Regions from separate parts of the Mus musculus genome. Here region 2 is linked to region 1. The links are chromatin contacts, called in public HiChIP or PLAC-seq maps. All regions are on one chromosome and are shown on one strand. The core of a region is the stretch at or near the end of the contact, and the rest is flanking DNA. Distances in the headings are between cores, read along the strand shown. Region 1 overlaps Slc44a5 (solute carrier family 44, member 5). Region 2 overlaps Slc44a5 (solute carrier family 44, member 5).

Region 1 (4,751 bases), core at 2,144-4,643:
TTGCCAGTGGCACAAGAGGAGGGAAAAAAATGTTCAGGTATATTTATTTTTCTAAACATTGTAGTTGGATTGTTTTCTTGGGTGCTAGCCAGATCCCTGGTAGAAGTGGAGATGCTCACACATCTGTCGTGTGATTTAGCCTGGCCCGGGATCATGTAAACACAGACACAATACTTGGCACAAAACAGATTAGAAGTTGGAAATTAAGAATGACCAGGAAGAATAACAGTGCAGTGGAGGGGCCAGATGGTTCTCCATGAATGGGTGAGGGGTGGGGCACAGAGCAGGGTGGAAGAAGCCAGTGGTTCTCGAGGACTGGCTGGGAGGTAGAACACAGCTGGACGGAAGAGGCTGGTGGGCTTTCCATGGTGGCGCTCAAGAATGGGCAGAACTTTTGGGCGGAGCTAGCTAGACTATTTGATTTCCCTGTACACAGAGGAAAAGCAGAAGGACTTAAGTAGCAGCACAAAGTTTTAGCGACTGCAGAGAAAACAGAAATGGCTGTTGGACTAAGGGCGGGTGGAGAGGGGTGGGGAGGTGGGGGAGGGGGCGGACTTGGTGAGCAGCAGAAAGATCGGAGAGCCAGGGAGCGGTCTACCTGGAATCAGTTAGAAAGGAACAAAAATGTTTTTTAAAAATTTAAAAAGAGGCATCAGCTTCCTCTGCACCCCTCAGGACCTTCAGCTAACTGGAGAGATGGCCTTCCCCTGCGGAACCCGGCAGGGACCCTGGTTAGCTGGAGAGGTGGGGCTTCCCCTGCAGTGACTGGGCACAGGCTCCCCTTAGCCGAAGGGATGATGGTCAGGCTGTGGTGTCACCCCTCTCTTCCCACTGCCCTTGGCCATGCACATGCATAGCTGCATGGATTTGATGGAGAGAGGATTTGAAATGAAGTCCTCAAATAAACAGTGAAACTTCCATCTTGGAGACACTCTTTAAGGCCACAACGCAAGTGGTAACGAAAAAGGTGTCCTTAGGATCATCATGGAGTGAAATGTCATAAGCCATTAATTTTATGAAACTCCAAACAAACCACAGTCAAGCCTCTAAAAGATAAGGAGAAAAACAAGGCCCAGGAATCACTGAGACAACTCTAACTCTCCGAACGAACGCGTAATTAATGATTTTTGACTCAGTTCTCCTAAAAACAGTTCTGTGTTGTATTTGAAGCTTTGTTGTGTTTTAATTAGCCCTTGCGTTTTTCTCTTGAAGCCCTGGAAATGTGGCCTCAGAATTTTCTTTTAATTGGGGAGTTGGGAGTGGGGAGTCAAAGCAGAAGCAGCCATGGGTTCTTGCTCCCTGCCACTCTGAAGACTGGGGCTGAATGTGACTCACAAGGGACCACAGGATGGAGACCTTGTCTCTCTGCTGTTTCTTTATACCTGGCCACTCTTGTTTCCCTGTTGCTCAGGGGGAGGGGGGTGGGGGGGGGCACACTTCTCTGGCCTGGGAGGATAGCTGCTTCCAATTACTTCAGCTATGCTGACTCCTCCTCCTGTTTGATGTAGGTTTGGCTTAGAGATTACTGTCTTCTGGAAGTAAAACCTCCCCCTCCTGCATACCCTCAGTATGCGCTTCTCCTGCAGAGTCCCTATCTCCGTACGCATCACACTGTGTAATGATTTAGATGTCTACTTACCAGGCCATAGCAGTCCTCGCTGGACCGTGAACTCTATCTCTGGGTTCCACAGGGCTGCGTATCCTATAGCGTTCATGGAAGACTTCTTTGGTAGGGTTTCATTTTAGCTGTGATGGTGGGTGATCAGCAGAACTGCAGGCTTCCTTGTGTTCTCTGAAGCACCCACCCTCTTCTCTCCTGAGTGTGGTTTGCACTGTGGTTTTAAGCTAGAGCCCAAGGGTGTTTGAAAACCAAAGCTTTAACGGCACTGGTGGATCTCATCCAGCTTTTTAAATATTGCTTTGAGGATTGCTTTGAGAGGTTTGTTGTTCTCAAAATCTCTGATCCTTTCTGGTCACTCCTCATTGTTTTTACAGAAACATCTAAATGTGTAGAAGATCTTTATGTGGTGTCTCAGGAGATGATTGCTCATAAATAGTTGTGTGTAAAAGAACTTTTTTTTTTTTTTAAAAATTCATAAGACATCCTTGAAGGCCCCTTTCTTTTTTGAAGGGCAATTCTTCACTTTAAGAGGCAGGACACATCGATTCTGCTTTTCATTTGTCTCATAAGCACAACATTTTTTTTAGCCCAAAGGTGTAATATATTTTTCATTTTACACCATAATATTTTGCTATATCATGTGCTTTTTGGTTTCAGGGTGACATAAGACTAGGAAAGGGAAGGAAAAATAAATAAATTCTCTGTGTTTTGGCTGGGAGTGGATATCAATCTGCATTCAAATAGGCAGCATGGTGGGACTGACTTCTCACCCAGTCTGCGCTGGCATTCTTTAACTCTGGAATCTCATCCATGAACCACTCACCAAGCCTTACTGACTATAGTGACTACAAATAGGTTGCTACTCCTTAAAGAGTAGCTGACATAGGTGGTTGGTAGTTTACCTCTGGATATTATGAGGATCTATCTAGTAATGGATGTGAAGGAAGTGGCTCCAAATACCACTGCCTTGTTCCGAGATGGGAACGAGCAGAGCAAGAGTGTCTTCACAGGTTACACAGAGTAGTGATAGATGTTCTTAATTACCCGTCAGAGCCTCAGAGGGACCCCATGTCTCTGTGAAAGCTGTGTGTGAGCAGTTCTCATATAGCCGCTTCCTCTCCACTCTCAACCTTCGAAATGGTGCACAGTCTTTTATGCAATTAGCCTTGTAGCGTGTTCAATCATTCTGTTACTTTTGGATAGTGGAGTACTGCCATTTCCCCTACAGTTCTTAACGTTGTTGTGATGGATAACTGGGAAACTGTCCCCATATTTTGACTTTCCAAGGATGTCAACTTTTAGAGATGATGAGTTGTGTAAGAGTAGAAAACTAATTCAGTTTTCTGCTCGACATTGAACAAATATCCAAGGACAAGGCAGTTGGCTACAAGCTGGGAAAGGGTGGGAAAGGTAAATAGGAAAAAGGCTTACTCGGGGTTGATGTGAATTTTTTTCCCGTTGTGAGAATATTGGCAATATAAAATAATAATAATAACAACAACAACAACAATAATACTCTGGTGGTTTGAATGAGAATATCGTCCGTAAGCTCATGTATATGAATACTTGATCCCCAGTTGGTAGAACTATTTTGGAAGGATTAGAAGGTGTGACCTTGTTGGAGGAGGAGTGTCACTAGGGTCAGGCTTTGAGGCTTCAAAAGTCTCCTAGCAGACTCATGTGCCCTCTGTCTCCTGCTTGCAGATCAATAAGTGAGCGCTCAGCTGTTTCTTCCACTATGCCTTGGTTCTGCCATCATGGATTCTAAGCCCTCTGGAACTGTAAGCTCACGTAAATGCTTTCTTTTACAGGTTGTCTTGGTCATGGTGTTTGATCAGAGTGGTAGGAAAGTAACGAACGGGTCAAGGCAACATAGAAGAAAGACTTTATTTGGGTTTACTTTTCCAGAAGCATAGAGTCCATCATTGGTGGGGAGGTATTACTAAGATCAGGAAGCTGAGGGAGAGAGAAAGACAGAGGGTGGGGGAGGGGCACAGTCTGAACTGGAAACATAAAGGCAGAGAGGATGTGAACTGGAGTGGGGTGAGAGTACTTACTCTAACTCTTGCCCTGGTAAGACATTTCCTTCAGCAGGGCTGCAACTCCTAAACCTTGAAAACACTGCCACCAACTGAGAACCAAGTGTTTAAATATACGTGTCTCCATGCAGGGCATTGCTCATTTGAACCACCATAAAAAAAAAAAAAAAAAAAAAAAAAAAAAAAAAAAAACCAACAGAGATTTGTGGATGATTTCAGTTTCACTGTCTAGATCAGTATGCATGTGCATGTGTGCCACATGTGTTTATGGCTACAGAGGCTAGAAGGGGGTGTTGCATGTATACCTTTGTGCTTGAGTTTTAGTTATAGACAGTGCTGAGCTACCCACTTAGGGTGCTAGAAACTGAACATACTTGAATCCTTAGGAAGGGCAGAAGAGCTCTTAACAGCTGAACTGTTTTTTGTTTTTAAAACAAAATCCCATTTGTTCAATTTTACCAATGAAGACACAGAAGGCAGATGCTGGGGTAGAAGCCTGATGCTGAGAGAGGCAGAGAAAGCACCAGGTGCCTTTCCTCCTCAGCTGACAACCCTGGAGGCATGCACCTCTCTCACACTGTCTCAAAACACCCTTTTTTAAACTGAATGTCCCTCCTTTCTACTTCCTGTGCATCTCTGTCCTCCCGGCTCCCTTACTCTCTCTTTTTTATTAACGATCCTTTGTTCACTTACGGTCAACTGGTTGCTTGTTCCATCACTTGACCCATGGTTGGCTTTATTTAATCTCGCTTACAACATTCAAGCAGAAAGCTCTTGGATTAAAGGTGTGTGCTAAGGCTGAGCCACACCTCAACTAGAAACAGGTTTTTCTGGCAAAGAACACAACCTCAGGGTTCACAGTGTGATCAAATATCCTGCAACAGCTATCTCCCTAGCCCTCTTTGCCCCCGTTGAATAATTTATCAGAATTAGTTGAATGGACTCTAAAAGTGTCTAGGAGCTATACAGTCTCATACAAATGGCCAGTGTTATAGGTGAATTGATTAAATAAATATGCAGGGAATTGTGCATTTATAAATTAGTTCAGATGTTCCAGTTCTATTAAAAAAAATCTTGAAGGAAAGGGTTCG
Region 2 (4,721 bases), core at 868-3,367, 87 kb after region 1:
TTTTCTCTAGATGAACTGTTAGAGATCACTCATTGGAAGGCATTCTCTTCGTAAAGAATGGTGCTGTTCTGCAGCTGCTCTCAAAAACACCGAGATTCTTTGTAAAGTCATTATGAGTTGACACTTATAATTGCATTCATTTATAGGGTATAAAGAGATGTTATGAATTATAAATATAATGGATGACTAAATTAAGCTAGTTATCATGTCCATCAGTTCAACTATTTAACATTTTTTTTTTGTGATGAGATTTTGAAGTTTACTCTTAGCAGTTTTGGTATTGGCTGTACGTGTCGGTGTGCACTAGATCTAAGAGAACTGGCACCTTCTTCCTGTCCGAAGCTTATACCCTTTGATCGTTGTCCACACCCTCCCGACACCTGAGCCTCGATTCCCACTGTCCTGTGTTCTGCTTCTGTTAGTTCGACTACTCCGACTCTGCATATAAAAGGGAAGACTGGTGGTGTCTGTCTCTTTGTGATTGGCACAAACTACTTAGGAGGATGCTCTATGATCTACTCATGCTCTGTGTAGCAGATAGCTGACCACTGTTGCACTGAGCACATACATTGCATTTCATGTATCTGCTTGTTCATCTGTTGGCATCATTTAGACGGCATAACATGGCTTTGGTAAGTGTTGCCACTGTGAATGTGGAGGGCAGACATTCCTTCCGCGGACTGGTTCTCATACGTGTGTGGATACTCAGAACTGGGCTTTGTGGATATCATAGTCATTCCGTGTTTAATTCCCAAGCAATTTCCACCTAGTCCTCCATAATGTCTGTATCAATTTATATCTTTAATCAACAGAAGACAAGGACTCCTTTTCCCACACATCTGCCTCAACACTCGTTATCGTCTGTCTTTTTTTATAATAGCCTTCTGACAGGTGTGAAAGAAGATCTGCATTTCCCTAATTATTTGCATAGATCATTGTCTATCTGTATATCTTCCTTTGAAAATTACTGTCCATGTTCCCCTGTCCCCCAAATATCTGCACTTTATTACTATATGTCCTCGTTCACGAGAGGTTTTCTTCCCTGCCATAACAGAAAATCCAAGTAAAGTTGTCTCCTCCCTGAGGTGGCAACAGGCAGCTTGTACTGCCGAAGGTCGGCTTGGCTTGACACAATTTGAACTTTATTTTTCCAGACTCGAATCACAGATCAAGCAAATGTTCACAATACTGTAATGATTTTTACCTTGACATGAAAAGAATGAGGTAAACTAAATAAGCTGAAGGTTTTTATCCAGGACCTGTAAATCTGACCTGCCTTGATACAGCATGCTCAGATAACACAGGATCACAGGGCCCGGGCCCCATGGCCACTTCATCAAAGGCTCCAAGTTCTGAACTGTGTCCCATCACACTGGTCATGCAGATACCCAGAGTCCAGGTGCTCATCTCTTGCTTATATATCTGAATGCTCACATCAAACCAAAGGCCCCCCATGATGGTGAGATTTGGTAGTTCAAGCACAAACACTCAGTGAGGACTTTAAAGCCTTCTGATGTAAATCAGCTTCACTGGTGCATGGTGACAGTTTTGTCTGGAATGTGAGCGATGTCTGTGGTCATTTCCAGCCTCTTTGGGTTTTATCTTTGTCTTTATCCACATGTTCTGTGTTCTGTGTCTCCCTTATCAGCCTTATTTCTTCCCTGTGATACTCATTAATATGAATTTATCCCAGGTTAAGAGTTATATCAGGTGATGGTAGCATAGTTGTGAGTTGCCCTTGTTCTGAGGGATTTTATACATAACAAAAGGGACTGGCAACCAACAAGGGTTTTCAGTTCAGTGAGAGGAGAGAGGCTGGGTACAGTGAGAAAAGGCCCCTTTTAGTGAGTAGGGTCTCATGTAGCTTTGCTTCGTGAGATAAGTTTTCAGAGATCCTCATTCAGTAAATATTTATTAAGCATCTATTTTGTGCATAGGTCCTGTCATATGTTTCAGACGGCATGATGGCTGATAGTAGGTACTTACGACTTAGGTATTGTTCCTCAGTTGGTAGTGCTGTGGGACCTTCAGAAGATGGGGATGTGGGTAGAGACATTGGTCAGTAGACATGGTTGTGAAAGGCTCCATCCCAGTACCTAGTTCTTCCACTTCCTTGTTCACTGTGATGTGAGAAACCACAAGCCGCTGCTGTGGTGGCCTGAGCTGCTTTCCCGCCCCGGGGTTAGCCCCGACAAGCAAGTGATGATAAAATGTTAAGTATAGTGAGGTTTGAGAGAAACAGGAAACAAGCAATGGCGGCTTTGCCTGATATGGAAAGATGGCTCCTCAGTGAGGTTGCTTTTGTAGAAACCAAGACCTCTGCTGTAGCTGTGTTGATGTGGAATGCCAACTAAATAGCTTCCTGGTGAGGGTGTGCATAAGTCTCAAGCTCTGGGAGGAACAAGATCAGCTGTGTGTATGTGTGTGTGTGTGTGTGTGTGTGTGTGTGTGTGTGTGTGTGTTTGTGCTCACACACGAGTGTGTGTGCATGTATGTGTCTATGTTTGCATATTTGTGTGAATGTGGGCATGCACACATGCATGTAGGTACATGTGCATGGAGAGACCTAAGGTTGATGTCTGGAATCATCCCCCATTGTTTTTCCATTTTATTCATTGAGGCAGGGTCTCTCAATCAAACCCAGAGCTCATCAATACATTTAGTCTTGCTCTGTAGCTTGTTTTGGGCATGGTCTTCTGAGTTTAGAATTGCAGATAGGCTGCCAGGTTCTGAGTATCTGAGCATGGGTCTTGGTGCTTGCTTGGTCCATCTCCTCAGCCTGTGCACATCCAGTCCACGGTGTGTGTCTGAACTTGTGTCCTACTCACTGAGGTGCTTTGCTTCATTACTTCCCACGTTGCCATGGTTGGCTTGGTTGAGCAAAAGCCCTCTGGTAGCACTGTGGACAGCATGGCCCTGGCAGACCATGGCACTGCCTCGATCTCCATGCTACTTACTTACATCGCGATTTGCTTGCCTTAGTTAATGGAACTGTAGATGCAGAGCAAACTGATGGAAGAACTACGACCTGTCTGTGTGGTGGGAACTGGAAGATCTGGATTAAACCAGCCTTATCCAGAGCAGAAACATTTTTCTTCGTTTATTTTGAAGATGGTTTACAACTCATCCTTAGACCGCCTCATTATGTCTTTCAGAAACAGTTCTCAGAGAACGACTAATCAAGAGGTTGGGGGGGGGGCGGGTGTTGGGAACACATTGGGAAAAACAGATGTTTGCTATTTAAAGCTCTGCAGATGATTGTTCATTCTGTTTCTGGTGAAAAGACGTTCTTATCCACTAAATAAATATATTGTCTTTGAGTGCGTGCCCTTCTGTGTCATGGCAGTGGGGCATTTTCGCTGCTGGCGTTGGAAATGAAAATGTTCTGCTCATTTTGCACAATAGGGAAGGAGGGTGAGGAAAGCATCGGTAAATTCACTCTTCTCCACCTGCCTACCACGAAGCAGGTGAATGGGAAGGTGCTGAGGGATTTTGGGAAATACTACCAGGCTGCATGTCCTTGGAGGTCAACAAGCATAGCCGAGTTTGTAGGAACACTAAAGCTGCGATCACAGGTAGATATAAATGTGAAGATTTTAGCCAAATGGAAAGAAGTGGGAGAAAGGAGCCGTACCCATGATTACATACTACACTGACCTGGGAGAATTTAAAGGAATAAGCATTGTTAAATATTTACAAAACCAGATTAAATAATTACCCATTCAATTAGCAAAGAACTTTAGAGTTTTTTTTTAGTTCAGCTCCCTGTTTATGGGAGGAATAAACAAACCCCAAAACAACTGGAAAAGTCTAATCATGATGATCGGGTACTGGGTTGGCAAAGTGCTTGGATTCAGATCTCTAGGTTAGACCCTTACCAGGCTTCCCTGGCTGTGCCACAGAAAACTCAGGGGCCCCCAAGCTCAGACCATTGACTGAGCTCACAATCCCCCCATCTACTCTACTCCTGGTGCCTACCAGTAAGGGAAAGCATATTGAGGTCTGCAAGAGAAAAGGGTCAGCAATTTATAAAGGTAGGCCCATCAGAATAACACTGCATCTTTAAAACAGGAACTTTTACAAACAAAAGGAACTGAAAAGGTGTAAAAGATCACCTGTCCACCCTAGAAAGCTACTAACATTAAGAGGGAAGTAAACACTTCCTAGAGGAACCAGACACTTCCACTACACCAGCCCTACAGACCTTGGCTAAGGAATACGTCAATCTGGAAAGGATAAACACAGCCTAGAGGTCATAGGGAACACTATCAATCAATGCAAGATCAGGTAAGCAAGATATCTGAGGAAAGCTTCACACAATCCACAGGACGACAGGAATTAGCACACGCCTTTAATCATATCTCTGAGTGTTAACATTCTCACCTTCCCCGGTAAAAAGACAGACCAGCAAGTTGGGTCAGAAAGCAAGATCCACCCTTTTGTTTCTTCCAAGAAACGAGCCTTCCCATCAGTGGTTGATAGCTGTCACCACAGGGTAAAAGGACAGGAAAAGATACTCAAAGCAATTGGATTTTAAAAACAAATTTAAGATCTGACAAACCGACTTCCAGTCTCTAGACTGTACATCTTTAGTTCTTTCTTCTTTGTTTCTCCATATGTAATAATTTCCTAGCATGTCTGATGCTTTGGATTTCAGTGCAGTTGCAGCATGTACATTTTGTCTTGCTGCATAGTAGGCAAGCAAGCTGGGTGTGAGTGGG

The links. HiChIP or PLAC-seq counts read pairs in DNA pulled down with a chosen protein or histone mark.
Region 2: an H3K4me3 HiChIP or PLAC-seq map of the SCID.adh cell line shows a contact between it and region 1, with 28 read pairs. The contact joins two enhancer-like sites. A contact is called at or near these places in 7 of 484 Hi-C or Micro-C datasets (DN3 thymocytes, the G1E-ER4 cell line, embryonic fibroblasts and 4 more), 4 of 115 datasets of contacts at active chromatin or transcription factors (the SCID.adh cell line, T-cell acute lymphoblastic leukemia, embryonic stem cells and 1 more) and 1 of 9 other capture datasets (embryonic stem cells).

The regions. Positions count from the first base shown.
Region 1 is chr3:154,092,323-154,097,073 of GRCm38.p6, forward strand. The region is part of intron 1 of Slc44a5 (solute carrier family 44, member 5); the gene reads left to right. Gm40185 (a long non-coding RNA gene) reads right to left here. Exons shown (of 3, transcript XR_003954594.1): 1 at 1,640-4,751. Among named protein-coding and RNA genes, the nearest start is that of Gm40185, 4.8 kb to the right of the region's middle. Within about 2 kb of position 3,394, at least 2 of the 459 cell types and tissues checked have an H3K27ac peak or open chromatin away from gene starts, as enhancers often do. A contact at or near this core is called in the SCID.adh cell line, where this site is marked.
Region 2 is chr3:154,181,039-154,185,759 of GRCm38.p6, forward strand. The region is part of intron 2 of Slc44a5 (solute carrier family 44, member 5); the gene reads left to right. Gm32399 (a long non-coding RNA gene) reads right to left here. Exons shown (of 3, transcript XR_376267.3): 3 at 4,332-4,721. Among named protein-coding and RNA genes, the nearest start is that of Gm32399, 10 kb to the right of the region's middle. Within about 2 kb of position 2,118, at least 34 of the 459 cell types and tissues checked have an H3K27ac peak or open chromatin away from gene starts, as enhancers often do. A contact at or near this core is called in the SCID.adh cell line, where this site is marked.